2 separate regions of the Mus musculus genome follow, and region 2 is linked to region 1. The links are chromatin contacts, called in public promoter capture Hi-C maps. All regions are on one chromosome and are shown on one strand. The core of a region is the stretch at or near the end of the contact, and the rest is flanking DNA. Distances in the headings are between cores, read along the strand shown.

Region 1 (7,481 bases), core at 678-3,177:
GATTTCTGAGTTCGAGGCCAGCCTGGTCTACAGAGTGAGTTCCAGGACAGCCAGGGCTATACAGAGAAATCCTGTCTCGAACCCCCCCCCCCAAAAAAAAACCCAACCAACCAACCAACCAAAAAAACCCTCTATCTTTAAATGCACTCTCATTCTGAATTACTGAGCATCAGGACTTCAGCTCATGAATTCCCAGGGACACAACTCATCTTGATAATATTGCTGAAGACTACACAACCAAAAACTCACTAAAAGTTTCTGGAAATTGCAAACAATAAATGATGCTTTTGTTGTTGTTATTGTTGTTCCTTCAAGAAAATCTACTAACATTCAGTAGGAGCAGTGACTCTCTGGCATCTGATCCATCTCAAACTCCTATTTCTCTAATCATTTTCTTAGCCCAGGCCATTCTGGTGACAACTCTACTGTAGATGGGTGTGACCATGAACACGGGGCTCCATCTCCTCTCCGTTCCCAACCTAGAGACAGAGCATCTCATCAGGAAGGGAAGGTCACTGGCATCTTAATCCCTTCCAAGTGCAGGTCACAAGGACATGACATGCACAGTGAAAGCGCTGGGTACAGCAGACTGAGAAATCTCCAGACACCCCCTCAACCTTTTTGTTCAAGTGATAAAGACTATACACCACTAGAAGTCCAGAAAAGTAGATCCTGCTGGTCTACACTGCACCTAGAATAATGACTGAGGCTGCTTGTGCCCAGGAGAGTCAGTTCTGAACTCTCCCCAAAGAAATGACTTTATTAAATAAGAGTATGGAGAAACGGTCAGGCCTAAAGTCACTCCAAAAAAATAAAAAAAGTTTTCCTTAAGTAAGAACAAGATGCCAGTGCATAAGCCACTTAGTTCACCAGAGAGACCTAAGAAAAGAGACAGTGAAGAATCATCCTGGGCTTAAAATAAATTTCAACCACTGACCTCAAAACCATCTGCCAAAATGTATTAGGCTGTGGAACAATGTATGCTCTGAGAATTAAAACAAAACAAAAACAAGTTATCGGTGAGCACTTCATGTAATATTACAGCTGGAAATAAGTGAGGCAAACACATCCCAAAAAGTGATATGGAATGAGCCCTGCTAAAACCACTATCGCCCAGATGACCCACCCAGGGCTGTAATCTCTGAGAAACAGACTTCACTAGAATTGCCTTGCCAACTCACTAAACAATCAAACAACAAGAGGAACAGAAGATGGAGAGCCACAAGGGGAATCAACATCTAGAATTACAGACCCTAAAACCCTAGTTTCCAAGAAGAGATTTTTGAGTTGTGCAAAGACAGGAAAATATAACCCATATACAGGAAAGCAAAGAACAGGCAATAAAAACTACCTCGGAGAGCCAGGGGGTGACAAAGCCTCATTACGAATGTGTTAGAGGAAATTCGGGGACTCATGCTTAAAGAGTTAAAATAAGTCAGTCAACAGGGACAACACAAGATTCAATTAGTAAAGTAGCCAGGACAAAAAGTAGATGCCTGTTTGCCTAGGGCCAGGGTAAAGGGGCTGGTGACCTCCTCCTACATTCGTCTAACTGGTGATATTTTGAAAGGGGAAAGTTCCTGAGAAAACTGTCATAGTGACCTTACTAGGCACTGGTGGGCACGACAGGGTCACTCATCTCTAGAGCATCACCCTGATCCCTCCGCCTACCGCCCCTTCTAGGGCTTTTCGAGGGACCACAGCCGGCAAGCGCCTCTTCAGTCGTGAGCTCCGAGATAGACGCATTTCCCGCTTTCCCTCTCCATCTCCCGCAGGAGGAACAGGGCCCGGACATGCGCACTGAGTTGCTGGCGGGGAGTGGGTGGGGCTCGCGCGCCTGGCTGGCTCCTTGTGCGCATGAGCGGAGCGGCCGCCAGAGCGGAAGTGGAGCTGCGGCGGGGAGGTGGAGCGGGAACGCGCTGAGGCTGGGTGAGCGGCTGACATGGCGCACTTGGGGCGTCTTATGGTTCCCCTGGCAGCTCTGGTCCTGCTGCTCTGGGCGGTCCCTGGGGCCCACGGACGGCGGAATAACGTGCGCGTCCTCACCGATGAGAACTGGACGTCGTTGCTGGAAGGAGAGTGGATGATAGAATTGTGAGTGCGGGGCGCTTGTCTGGGTGGCGGTGGCCTCCGCCGCCCCGTCCCTCAAGCTGGACACCTGACCAGCCCATCTTCCTCGGCCAGGTCTTGAGGTCCCAGCCTTTGCCGCCCCCAGCTCCAGGGTCATTTCCTAACCGGGAATATTACTTTTCTATCTAAGCGTGCACTGAGCCTCGTCGTTGCTAAGCACTGTGGTGCGATTAAAGGATTACGAGCTACATCGAATTCTCTGGAACAGACTAGCGGATTTGAGGGTGGGATTGGGTTGCGATGGAGGTCTTGGCTGTTTCTATAGACTTTTAGTGATCTTTTGTAGACATCCAGACTTTAAGTCTCCAAATTTTTACAAAAGTTGATATTGAACAAAATCTTGCTTTTAACCTGTCATTCGGAAATTGCTATGTTTATTCGGAAATTGGTATTTGTAATGCCTGAATTTTGAGCTCTTTATTTATTTTTATTTTGTGAGTTAGTTTTTTTAAATTGTAAATGCCAAATAAATGGGAATATATTAAAATCTTTATTTTCTTTTTTTTTCTTCTTGCCTACATTCATTTCTTTTGATATGAACCTCATTTTTCCTTGACCGGTGCGTTTGCAATTTAGAGAATGGCTTGAATTGTGATTTACAGGCCTGCGAATGGTATTGCACATGCATTAGTATGATTATTGATAGGCCCTTTAAATACTCCAGTTCATCATTTACTATTCAAACAAAATCACTTATCTTGTGTGATAATTCTACTTCAACAGTGTCCGCCGTCCTGCTGCTGTAGGAAATAAACTACCTTTGGCCTTTGTCTTAGATGATAAATTAGTGGAATGGTTAATTGACAGTGTTCCTGATACGGCATTATTGATGTGGCGAAAGCACCACCATTGAATGGTCATTGTTTACTGACACTACCCAGTATCTTTACATATGTTTTGGGGTGGGTAATTATTCTACATAATTCCTTATAGTAGATAACCACTCCCATCCCCTGCTTTACCGATTGGCCTGTTCAGATGCTGTCATAGTAGCTTTGTTGGGCTTCAAGAGTAAATATATGCAAGCGTTGTTAGCAACCCTTAAGCAAGATTCTGGTGTTTGCCTATGTTGTGATTGTGTTTAGGGCTGTACACTAAGGAAGAGGTGGAAGTGAACATCCTCAAGAGAGAACCTGGGTGAGGTCCATGATACCTGAGTTGTGAAACAAGAAAAAGGAGATTGCAGTAGGGAAGACGTTTAGTGTACTGACAGTTGGCCGTTCACTGAAGTCAGTTTTCAGGAGAGGAACGCTAACCAGTGCTGTTAGTTTTCAGTCACTGTCATGAATAGGCAGGAGTGACATGATATGTAAAATATAGTCAAATATTACAGAAAGATACCTATAAGCTTTCTTTTGTCACACTGTAAATATCCACAAAGGGTATAAAGGGGACCTACAGTAGCATAATGCTGAGATAAAAACATCCATCTGAAATGACAGGGTCCCATGCTTCCCTTTATCTTTGGCTAAAATTTGGGAGTTTAAAGAAGCTCTTAAGGGCATGGAGGGGTGGTGCTGGAAGGGGTCATCTATCAGGATGTAAAGTAAATAAATAAATAAATAAGGGGAGGAAGCTCTTAAAAAGCATTAGGAAACAATACACTTGATAGTCATAATATTCCTTAGCTACAAATGAGTTCTCTGCAGATTCACTTCTGATGAGCTTTGTTATAGAGCTGCTTCTGTAGTTTTACTGTTAAAGAGTTTGGCTTTGGTATGGAACACTGGTTTTGCTTTCTCTACATGCCTGCTTTAGAAGCTTAATTTTTCTAAAACAGTTCAGAAGTGTTTGAATATGCGTAGGCTTCATTCTTCCCGGTTGCAAATTACAACGGGCAATGAAATGGAAAACAAAATTCTAAGGAAAAACTTGGACCTGCAAAGATAGTGAGTTTCAGAGATGTGTTTCGAGTACTGGCGCCCTTGGCTGTTGGTATCATGGTGCTAGCCAATAGAGTTGCGTCTCCTCTGCTCGGTATCTGTGTGAGGGTTAGGTTTAGAGTAATATTTATACATAAGAATGTAGGCCTCCAGCTTCGGTTACTGTGAAGAACCTGCCTTGCTGAGGCAATCCCTGATGGCGAGCGATTCTTCCCAGCAGTGATTGTATACCGGTTGCAGCATGTAGAGCCCAGGTACTCCCTGTTTTTCCAATACTTTGCTCATGACCCTGCTTGTAAAATTACTTAACATGGTGAGCTTAAACAAACAAAACTTTCTGGTTGCCATGTTTTAATTGGAAAATCTAAAGGTTTTGGAAGAGCTGTTTGACATCTTAGAAAGTTCACGTGTATTTAAGAATGTATTCTCAGGCCTGCTTTTTTTTTTTTTTTTTTTTTTTTTTTTTTTAAATGTGGTTCTGTTGAGCATTTCTTCACGTCCACATTGCCAGGCTCATGCTTTCAATTTTTTTCATCTGCGTAAAATTACCCAGTTTGTTTCCTTGTTCAACCCAAGATCACACTCTGTAACCCATGCTGGGCATGCACTCAGTAATCCTGCCTCAGCTCCCTAAATTGGGATTCCAGGTGTGAGGCACCCAAATGGGTCATTTTCTGTGTTATAAACATTCTTCAAAACTTATGCCTCAACTGTTCTTCACGGTTAGGTCACTGAAGTACTTAACTTTTAAAACTGTAACCGTCTTTTGTAGTTATGCTCCCTGGTGTCCTGCTTGTCAGAATCTTCAGCCAGAATGGGAAAGTTTTGCCGAGTGGGGAGAAGATCTTGAGGTGAAAGTTGCAAAAGTGGATGTCACAGAGCAGACAGGTATTACAGGCTGGCTGGTTCTGTTTCCTTGCTAATGCTGTTTATCATATTTTGACATTTGTTAATGATGTGTCAAGGCTCATAGTTTGATAACATTTTCCAATTTTGAGCAACAATAAGACTACCTAGGTTCTTGAATGGCAAATGCACTGTGATTTGAGATGTCCTTCAGATTTGTTTTTACTTGTCTAATCACCACTAGTCAATTACTGTGGTAGTACTAATTCTGCAGGTACTTAATTATTCACAGATAATGTCAGCATTTAGGCTTCATAAGCTTTAGCTCATTTATGTACATTAATGTGTCTTTAAAGTTCTTTAACAACTAATTCATGTTTTCATTGTTGACTATGTTTAGGTGTTTTCTTGTTCTTATTAGCATTTAAGTAATTTAAAGTTAACTTTTAAGTAAGCAATTGTCCCTAATTGTTGTTTATTCCTTGTCATTTGTAGGACTAAGTGGACGGTTTATCATAACTGCTCTTCCTTCTATTTATCAGTAAGTATTTGGAGGTTCTTGGTTGGGGAGAGGATTAGATCACAGTGTAATGAGAGCAGTAGGCCTCTGACTCGCATTATATTTGAAGAGCTTAGGTAATCTCATATTTAGCAAGGACTTGAGAGCTTTATTTGATTTTAGTTAGTGGCACATTAAGTCATAGAAATAATAGTCGATGAATGATACATAAAACACTCCTTGTTTTGGAGATTTGTAGTGTCTGTAGACGGTCCTCAGAATTGGTATGGTTCTCTAAAATATCATCAGTAACTATTAGCTCAGAGTCCTAACGAGTCCTGTAGGAAGCCGGGCGATGGGAGAAGCCACAGTTGGTCAGAGCAGTTCCTGGAGAACATGAGTTTTAAACGAAACCCTGGGACTAGATAGAATTCTCACGAATGCAAGGTAAACAAACATTCTTTTCTGAGTAATCTTAAGCAGGAGGAACACGGTCTGAGAAAGTATGGGTTATGCAGGACACTGAGTGACCGTGAGTTCAAGTGAACACGTCTTGGCTCTGCCTCTTTGACTGTTTCCCAAACTACACTAACCCAGAGGGAGACAATCTCTGTACTTGACCTGGACATCAGTGTAATTAGCTGGTGACTAAATACCAGGAAGGACTTATTTCCTCATTTAAAGTTACAGCAGGAATTTAAATCTTCCCCTTTTTTTGTCTTTTTTATTTTTTTTTTAAACATTAAACCTTATTTCTGCATTGTATATGAGAATCAACAAGATTGACAAACTCTTAGCCAAGTAAAACTAGAGGTGAAAAGAGAGTACAACAGACACCAAAGAAGTTCAGAGACTATAGGGACATACTTACACATCTGTACTCCATCAGACTGTAAAAGAAGGAGATGAATTTCTTGATATGTCCAGTGTAGAAATTAAATCTCCCAATGAACAAAAGTTCAGGGCCAGATAGATTCAGTGCAGAATTCTACCTAACCTAAAAAAGAATTAACACCAATACTTCTTAAATCATTTCACAATATTGAGAGTAAAGGGATGTGTCCCAGTTCTTTTTACAAAGCTACATTACCCTAATACCAAAACCACACAACCCAGGAAAGAGAGAAAAGTATAGACCAATAGTGTCCTTTATGGGTAAGATGCAAAAATTATCAGTAAAATACTTGCAAACTGAATTCAAGAACATATCAAAAAGATTATACATCATGATTAAGTTACTTCTTCCCAGGGATCCAGGAATGGTTCAACATTGTAAATCAGGGAATATAATCTGTTATATAAACAAAACAAAACACCAAGCATCACATCATTTCATTAGATGAAAAAAAAGGTCTTTAACAAAATCCTAAGCCCCTTCATAATAGAAGCTCTGGAGAAACTAGGGATGCAAGGGACAGACCTCAGCATGGTGACTGCAAATTATAGCAAGCCCACTGCCAGCATCAACCTGAACAGAAAGAACCTCAAGCATTTCCTCTAAAATAATTAGGAACAAGCAAAGGTGCTCACTCTCCCCATACCTGTCCAATATGCTTAGAGGAGTCTTAGCAAGAGGAGTAAGACAACTGAAGGAGATCAAGGGGCTATCTACAGGAAAGGAAGAGGTCAACTTGGAGCTGATATGACTTATACAGAAAAGACTCCAGAAATTCTACCAGAAAACATCGATAGCTGATGATTATTTTAGCAAAGTAAGCAAAATACAACATTAACACACAAAAATTAGTAGCCTTCCTGTTAACAAATGGCAGACTGAGAAAGTCAGGGAAAGTCTTTCACAGTAGCCTCTTGGGATAAGTGTCTTATACAATAAAAACGAGGACAAGTCTGCAGCCTTTGCTCCACCAACCCTCACACTCTCAACAGAGGGCATTCTGTACTAGACGTGAATTCTCAGCCCCCAGAGTGTGCGCAGTGCCCTCCTCACATCAGGGTAAGAGTCCTTTACCCACAGCAAGGCTGTGACTGAGATGCTTCGTGAGTTTATTATTTGAAAGAATAAAGTCTTAAAGCCTGTGGTGTTCTATGTTTGGGGCTCTGACGCCTCAGTACATAGCAGTGTGTTCTGGTGCTTTGCTAGGTTTCTTTGAAGATTAGAATTG
Region 2 (7,186 bases), core at 4,038-6,537, 560 kb before region 1:
CCTCATCAGCCCTTTCTTCGGACGCCACCAGTGCACAGTCTTCTTCTGCCCCTTCTCTGAGACTATAGTCCCCTCAGCTCTCCTGGGTGCAAGCTTCCTGCTGACCTCATTCCATGTCACACGTGCTCTCCCATGCACTGGTGATGACTCCTAAACCTGAATCCCCAGTTCAGAGCTCCGGAGGCTGGAGTCGAATTTCCTTTTACCTAAGCCACACAGTCACTTACGAAATGTCTGAAGGGCAAACAGACTTGAACACAACTCACATCCCACAAAATTTGTATTTCCTGTTAACAGCACACAAAAAAAATGTCACCTAAGACAAAAACAAACACACCCAAGTTGCCATCCATTACCTTCTCTTTCTGTTGCAGATCATGGGTATTTCTAAAAACATCTTATAAAACTGAACTCAAACCCATCTCTTTGGTCTAGCTACCGCTTCGTCTTTGGTTAATCTTCCCTAGTTGACCCTCAAACCCCCATCCCCTAATAAGGACGGAGTTGAGTATTTCTTCCATATTCATTATGGCACTTACCTAATTATGACTGCATGCCTGTTTTCCTGCCTAGACTCCATGTTCCTTTCTGACAGTGTGCTTTCTTTCTGAGGCCTGTATTAGACCCCAGCACAGAGGCAGCACTCACTGTCACTATGTACTAAGCTGCTTCTTTACCATTCGATCTTAGCAAATGTTTCAAAATGCCTGAAGCCATTCCAGAATTCTGACTGTTGGCTTGGGGAGAAAAGGGGGCCTTGAATAAAAGAGGAATTCATTACTGCAGATCTGACTCATCCAGCTTCCAGAAGAACTCATAGAAATGGTAAGGCTTATATATATGACAAAGCTTTCTATGCAAATTATGTCATTTATAATGGCAAAAGAATCTTTAAAATTGGAAATAACTAATGTGAAACTTAGAGATTCATTCAATGGCTCCTTTTAAAAACAGTAATTTTAAAGAAACTGTTGGTCACTGTAGCATGTGCTACATGCAGCACTGGCTGGCGTCTGAAACAATGTAAGTCATTTCAGAAACAGATTCCTTTAAAAACATCTAGGAAAAGGCCTGAAAAAAACTATATTAGTAGCAGTATTTATTACATCTGGGCAATTTACTACCACTAATATCATTAAGCAAATATTTCTTAGGCATTGGTCTGCTTGCTGTAATATAGTTGAAGGTTGTTGTCCTAGAACTAAACATGTCACTCATGGATAATCAAAGAGCTGAAAAGAGTCTAAAAGAAGTACATGGGTCCCCTACTCTAGATTTATATCTTATGAAAAGTGAAGCGATCTTAGAGCTTCTGTGGCCACCAGCCTGGAAGCAGTTTTGGTACAAAATGGCAGAGGCAGGTGCTCACCCTGCGGCTTGTGAACCTTCATACTGACTGGAAGCAACTCTGTGGACAGGCGGTGGGGGGGGGGGGGCATTACCCAGCTCTCCCCCTCCTTTTAGCAAGTGTCACAATCAGGATCCGCCTAGCTGGGGCTTAATTCTTCCTCCATCCACCACACTCTTTTCTTTTATGTCTGTCTCCCCTCCATCTCCCCTCCACCACCTCCTGCTCTGCTCTCAATTATAGGGTGCATCTTTACATTCCTCTCCTTATTTAAGATGGAGTCTGCACCTCTTGGGAAACAAGGAGATCCCTAGGGGACCTATGTGTTTACAGAGTGTAAAAATTACAAAGAATCTCAAGGCGAGGGTCTTTTTAAAGTTACTACTTCATAATATAGCTCAGGCATAAAAACAAACTGGGATGGGTAAGAGATAAAGAGATGACATTATTTCTCACTAATTAGTTTACTAGTTTGCATCACAGATGGAAAACACTTCTAAAATGCCCCAGGATTTACAGTTTCTTAAAAATACAGTTTCTTAAAAATACAATCAATCTGCTTTAAAAGAAAAAAAATCCAAAGTCTCATGTTCTAGACATATTAAGGAGTAAGTATAAATTCACAAAATTCCACAGGACTTAGATCACTGATAATAAATATGCTATAAAACAGCTTTTCAGAAATGTTTTCCCAGAGAACTCAAGTTATTGAAATTTGTAATAAAAAGAGACATGTGGCTATTGTTAAAGCAAAACAAAACAGTGCAGGAATACACAAGGAATTAAATACAAGCACTGTTGTGATGTCAAAATTAAGTGCTCAGACAACTAGGTGACAGGACCACCTAGAGCCCTTTGTCACTCTGTCAACCTCTTAGGAATACTCCATGTCCTGCCTAATTCTAGGTTAAGATGCAGCAAAACCGGGTGGGATGGCGGAAAGCCCGTCTCTGTGGAGTATTGATAGTTTTGGTTGAAACAGACACCTAAAAAAGCAAGTAATAAACACTGAGCTAGACACAGCAAGCAGCAAGTACAAAGACGGTCAGGTTCGTCTAAAGGGAAGGAGGAAGCAAGACGCTCACTGTCTGGGAGAAGATACTGAACAGAGGAAGTAGCAAGAACAAAGACTCCAAAGGAGGAGATGCTTATTGTTGTTTAAGGAAAGCCTGCAGGCCAGTGTGGTAAGAGCAAAAGGGAGAGGGAGAGTGGTGGGTGAGATTAGGGGTCAGGGTGAGGGGCTGGGGCTTACTAGAACCAAGAACTGTTTTCCTAGACAGCAATGGTGGCAACAGGTGGAGGATGGGGGAGGGAGGTGATCCTCAGGAATTAGAACACACCAAACAGAAGGGCACACGAGTGTCTAAAGGCTGCGTGGGACTCAGAGGCTGGCCTAGCCCTCAAGTACACGTGATAACGTGAGCTTGATTGAGAAAGGTGGGAGGCCCAGGTGGGGTGGGAAGCTTTCAGCCTCTGATGTCTGTTGAGCTGTGGAAGTGAGCAGCAGGACCAGGAAGCAGCTGGGTAAGAAGAAGCAGGCAAGCAGGCAGGCAGGCAGGCAGGCAGGCAGGCAGACAGCTGTCCTTTTAATGTAAACATTGCTTTCCTAAGGAAGGATGCAGTCCTTCCAGAGAGCTGCTCTGAAAAGAAAACCGTGGAGGTCTTAGCAAGATCCTTGTGTGGGGGAAATACTCCCTTTAAATTTTCTGTACCAGGGGAAAAAGGGGGTAGGGTGGGGCAAAAGCTAGAATTTAGAGTATTGTATAATTACTATGAACGGAACTGAACTGGTCTAACTTTCAGTGAATCATAAGACAAAGATGATTTAAAATGGGACCAAGAAAGCAAACAGGAGTTTCTGTTTTTTAAAGAGCAAGCATTTCCTAAAATGGGTAATGAGCAAATAGAGACGTTTGTGCTAGCTACCATTAACTTTCCATAAGGAAGGGGATTCCATTCTAACTGTGCACTTTGCATCAAAGGTAACCGAGGCCAGAGTCAGGACCTTGCTCACTGCTGCTGCACTGCTCGGTTGCTAGAACAGTGTCTGCTTGGGCCCAAATGCCTCGTTTTCAGGGGTAAAAAGCCTACCCAGAGTTCTTACCTCAGAATCCATCACCCCAAGGTACTACTCTCAGCAAAAAATTACTCAAAAACAAGCAGAGAAAAGAGATGTTTTCCTTGCATTATACCTGTGCAAGTCAACATACCTCAGTGGGGTCAAGCAATTACTCATGAAACACAGCCATCAGGGCTCTATGCAGATTGCTGTTTGGAACATACTGATACATACATAGGTCAAAATATCAAGCTGTTGCAAAAGGAAAATAAGCTTTTATTTGGGGGGGGGGGTGTTAGAGACAGGGTTTCTCTGTGCAGCTCTGGCTGTCCTGGCACTCACTCTGTAGACCAGGCTGGCCTTGAACTCAGAAATCCACCAGCCTCTGCCTCCTGAGTGCTGGGATTAAAGGCGTGCACCACCAACACCCAGGTCAAAAATAAGCTTTTTCTTAATCCCCATAAGGAACTGCACTAACTCTGCCCCTTTGGGACAAAGAACAAAAGCCATGAGGGAATATTGGACAGTGTTTTCCTCTGAACCCTTCAAAAACTTAGCAGACTTAAGAAATCGGTTTGCTTTGCTATGGCATGTTTTTTGTTGTTGTGTAACGGCAGATTACAAATTTATTATTATTTGTCTTAATATAAGAGACCAGTAAAAAGGGTAGCAGTAATTATCCACTCATGATTATGGAATGCTATAAATCCCATAGAGAGGAATTAGTTTAGTAGGAAAACCCCATAAGTTATATTCATTATTATCAACCAGATACAAAATGCCTAAACTTCTGCCAGGTGACAAAGGTCTTCCTCTAAATATGTTTAAATTTCATTACACTTTGTTTATTTCCTGGGAGTGTGTGAGTGTGTATGTGTGGGGGATCCGTGCTTCCACCAAGAGAATCCGGGGACCGTTCTGGGGTCCTAAGTAAGGTTTGGCTCTAAGGGCCTTTAACACCCTGAGCCACCTCACCGGTCCCCAAAGACATCTTCCTACAGGCTGTCATGTTTACACACAAATCCTTTTACTCCAGAACCAGATTACTTACAGTTGACAATTTAGAGTCCGGTTCCACAGAGATTTTTTTCAAGGCAAGTTCACCCAAACCAGTACAGGACGCAAAGGTCTAGATTTACAATACTCTTTCCTATCTACCGCCTTCCGCGAAGCATTTTCCCCCCACATCAACACCAAACCATCCTCCGGAATAACTTCAATACCATAAATACGCCTTAAAACCACAAAAAAAGCTCAGCCGTGGTCTGGAAGGTGCGGTTAAGTCTGCCGGTCGCTAGCCTTAGAACCGATGGGGAACCCAGGGTGCTCGGAACGGTGCGGCGGGCTCCGGGCCGCTTCCTGGCCGGACGCTGTGGTCCGGCGCATCCCGGGGGTGCCCCACGTTCGCAGGCCGGGCCGGGGCCTCACCTTGTACACGTCCCCGTAGGTGCCGCTGCCGACCCTCTGCACCAGCTCGTAGTCGTGCTGCGGGTTCCGTCTCAGGATGTCGGCGGCAGGCCTCAGCGGGGCCTCCATCTTCGCTGCGCCCAGTCCGGGGCTCTGCCCGCCGCAGCCGTCTCCCGCTAACGAGGGCGCGCGGCGCTTCCCAACATGGAGCCTCGGCTCGCAGCTGCGCCTGCACCGGCGAGAGCGAGCGCGGGGGGCGTCACGGGGCGCAACCCCGGCAGCCTCCGGGCCTCGTCGGTCCCGCCAGGCCCCGCGCCGGCCGTACCCGAGAGGCCGTCCGTTCTTGGCCGAGCGCCGGCGTCGGAGACCCGCGTCTTCTCCGAGACGGCCGTGCGCACAGTCGCCGCCGCACCACGTTCCCCACCCGCGGCTGCGTCACCGGGAGACACGTTCGCGGCCGGCGCGGATCGAGCCTGGCCCGCCCGAGAACGCAGGCCGCGGGCCCAGACTGCCGCCCTGAGGCCCGCCGAGTGCACAACACCCTGGACGCCGCCGCGCCCCGCCTCCCAGCTGCTTGCGGGGCGCCGGAGGCGTTCGTGCGGCGTCTGACCCGCCCAGCCTCGGCCAGGATTCGCCCAGTGGCCGGCGGACTAGAGGAGGAGGGTCTGTCCGCAGGCCTCCGGAGCGCTGCCTTCTGCTTCCTTTCGGTACAGGTAAACTGAGGCCGCCCGGGCAGGAGGTGGGGGAGTGCCGGGTTAACTAAATGCCGGCACACCCGACTGCACCGTCCTGTTCCACACACTGTTCCCGGTGGTACCAGTTCCGAGGCTGGACCGCACACCTGCAGAACCTGTCTTCCACCAGGGTTTCCCAGAGCCATTTTTGAAAACCCCAATTCCTTTCGAAGTTTCTGTGGTCTCTGGGCATCACCGCAATATTGCAAGTGTTAATGGGAGGAGTTTTAGAGATGCTAAAGCAAAGCTAGGGACCTTTGTCTGATTCTGCTTCCAAAGTAGGTGATCTGGGACAAGGCATACGTGGCAACATCCCAGTGTCCTTATCTGTAGCTGGAAGAGGATAGGTTTTGCATTTGACACCCGAGAAATGTTTGTAAACCATTTTTACAGCATTGTAAAGAGGAGTGTAAAATGTAAGAGGCTTTAAAATGTAAGAGGCCTAACTAACAATGCCCAAAATATTGGGCAGGAGTTATGAGAAGTGATTTGGTTAATGTTTCAATCTCTTTTGTAATTTGAGTTCCAGTCTTGTTCTTAAGGTAGAAATGAAGTTGCCAATTTTATGTATACTGGTAAAGTTACTTCTAGAGTCTTACAGAGATTTTCAGTTGGAAAACCAGATAAGGACTGGAAAGATGGCCCAATTGTTAGCAGCACCGGCTGCAGCTCAGAGGTTGATTCCCAGCACCTGCGTGGCGGCCCACTCCTCATTAACTCCAACTTGGGATCCAGAGTGGGCTGGGAGGGAGGGCCAACGCCCTCTTCTGGCCTGTGTAGGCACCACATATGCATATGGTGCACAGCTGTACATGCAGGCAAAACACAAAATTAAATAAAAATGTAAGAAAATTGAAAAAACTAGAAAAAAAAACGACAACAGAACAAATTTCAGATGACACGTGACTCCAGACACACTCTAATTCTGTTTTGAGAAATAACTTCTTATAGCTAATAAATGAAGAAATTAAATTAACACCTTAACGGAACAGAGACTGTATGCATTTTCTCGTGATCCACACACAAAGAGCACTTATTTAGGGAACATAAGTAAGCCCAGACTTACATGCCCCAGGGACAAAGCCTGTGTGTGTGCTGCACTGAAAAAAAAAATGGTTGAAGAACAGTTCCTTCTTTGAAATCTTCTTGGCACTTGTTTTGGTGGGCACATATTTTTGGCTTCGATGACTCAAAATCTCTTCAAGTGTTCTATTGGTATCTTAGTACTTGTTTACTGTCATGGATTTATGGTGGTCATGTAGTCAAACCCACCCTTACCCACTGTGTGACTAGGCCGTTGTGGGATATTCATGGGTTGAAGGCCTTCCACCACACTGGCCGCAGGATAGTCAACCTGGAGGGCCAGTGTTGTGTGAGGGGAGAGCAGTCTTCCAAGTTTAGAGTCAAAATGGGGATGTTGATCCTTTGTCTAGTGTGAGATGTATTTGCTCTTATTTATACCTGCATTATCCCGTAGAGAGTTTGAGGCAGCTCACACAAAATACTTATTTTTACACAAGATAAAAATAAATGAGAGGAAACTGCATCAGATTTGAAAGGGGGGAAGCAGGAAACCAGAACAATGCAACCAAAAGAGAGAGAGAGAGAGAGAGAGAGAGAGAGAGCAAGAGAGAGAGA

What was found. Promoter capture Hi-C pulls out the DNA fragments that hold promoters and counts their contacts.
Region 2: a contact with region 1 is called in a promoter capture Hi-C map of liver, with 4 times the contacts expected there. The contact joins the promoter of Atl1 here to the promoter of Tmx1 in region 1. A contact is called at or near these places in 8 of 39 promoter capture datasets (the 3T3-L1 cell line, 3T3-L1-derived adipocytes, hematopoietic stem and progenitor cells and 3 more), 2 of 115 datasets of contacts at active chromatin or transcription factors (effector CD8 T cells and stem cell-derived neural progenitor cells) and 1 of 9 other capture datasets (embryonic stem cells).

What each region holds. Positions count from the first base shown.
Region 1 is chr12:70,451,227-70,458,707 of GRCm38.p6, forward strand. Tmx1 (thioredoxin-related transmembrane protein 1) reads left to right here and starts at 1,928. Exons shown (of 8, transcript NM_028339.1): 1 at 1,928-2,094; 2 at 4,786-4,901; 3 at 5,355-5,400. The coding sequence starts at 1,943.
Region 2 is chr12:69,887,818-69,895,003 of GRCm38.p6, forward strand. Atl1 (atlastin GTPase 1) reads left to right here and starts at 5,288. Exons shown (of 15, transcript NM_178628.5): 1 at 5,288-5,527. It overlaps Map4k5 (mitogen-activated protein kinase kinase kinase kinase 5), which reads right to left and starts at 5,346. Exons shown (of 32, transcript NM_201519.2): 1 at 4,836-5,346. The coding sequence starts at 4,943.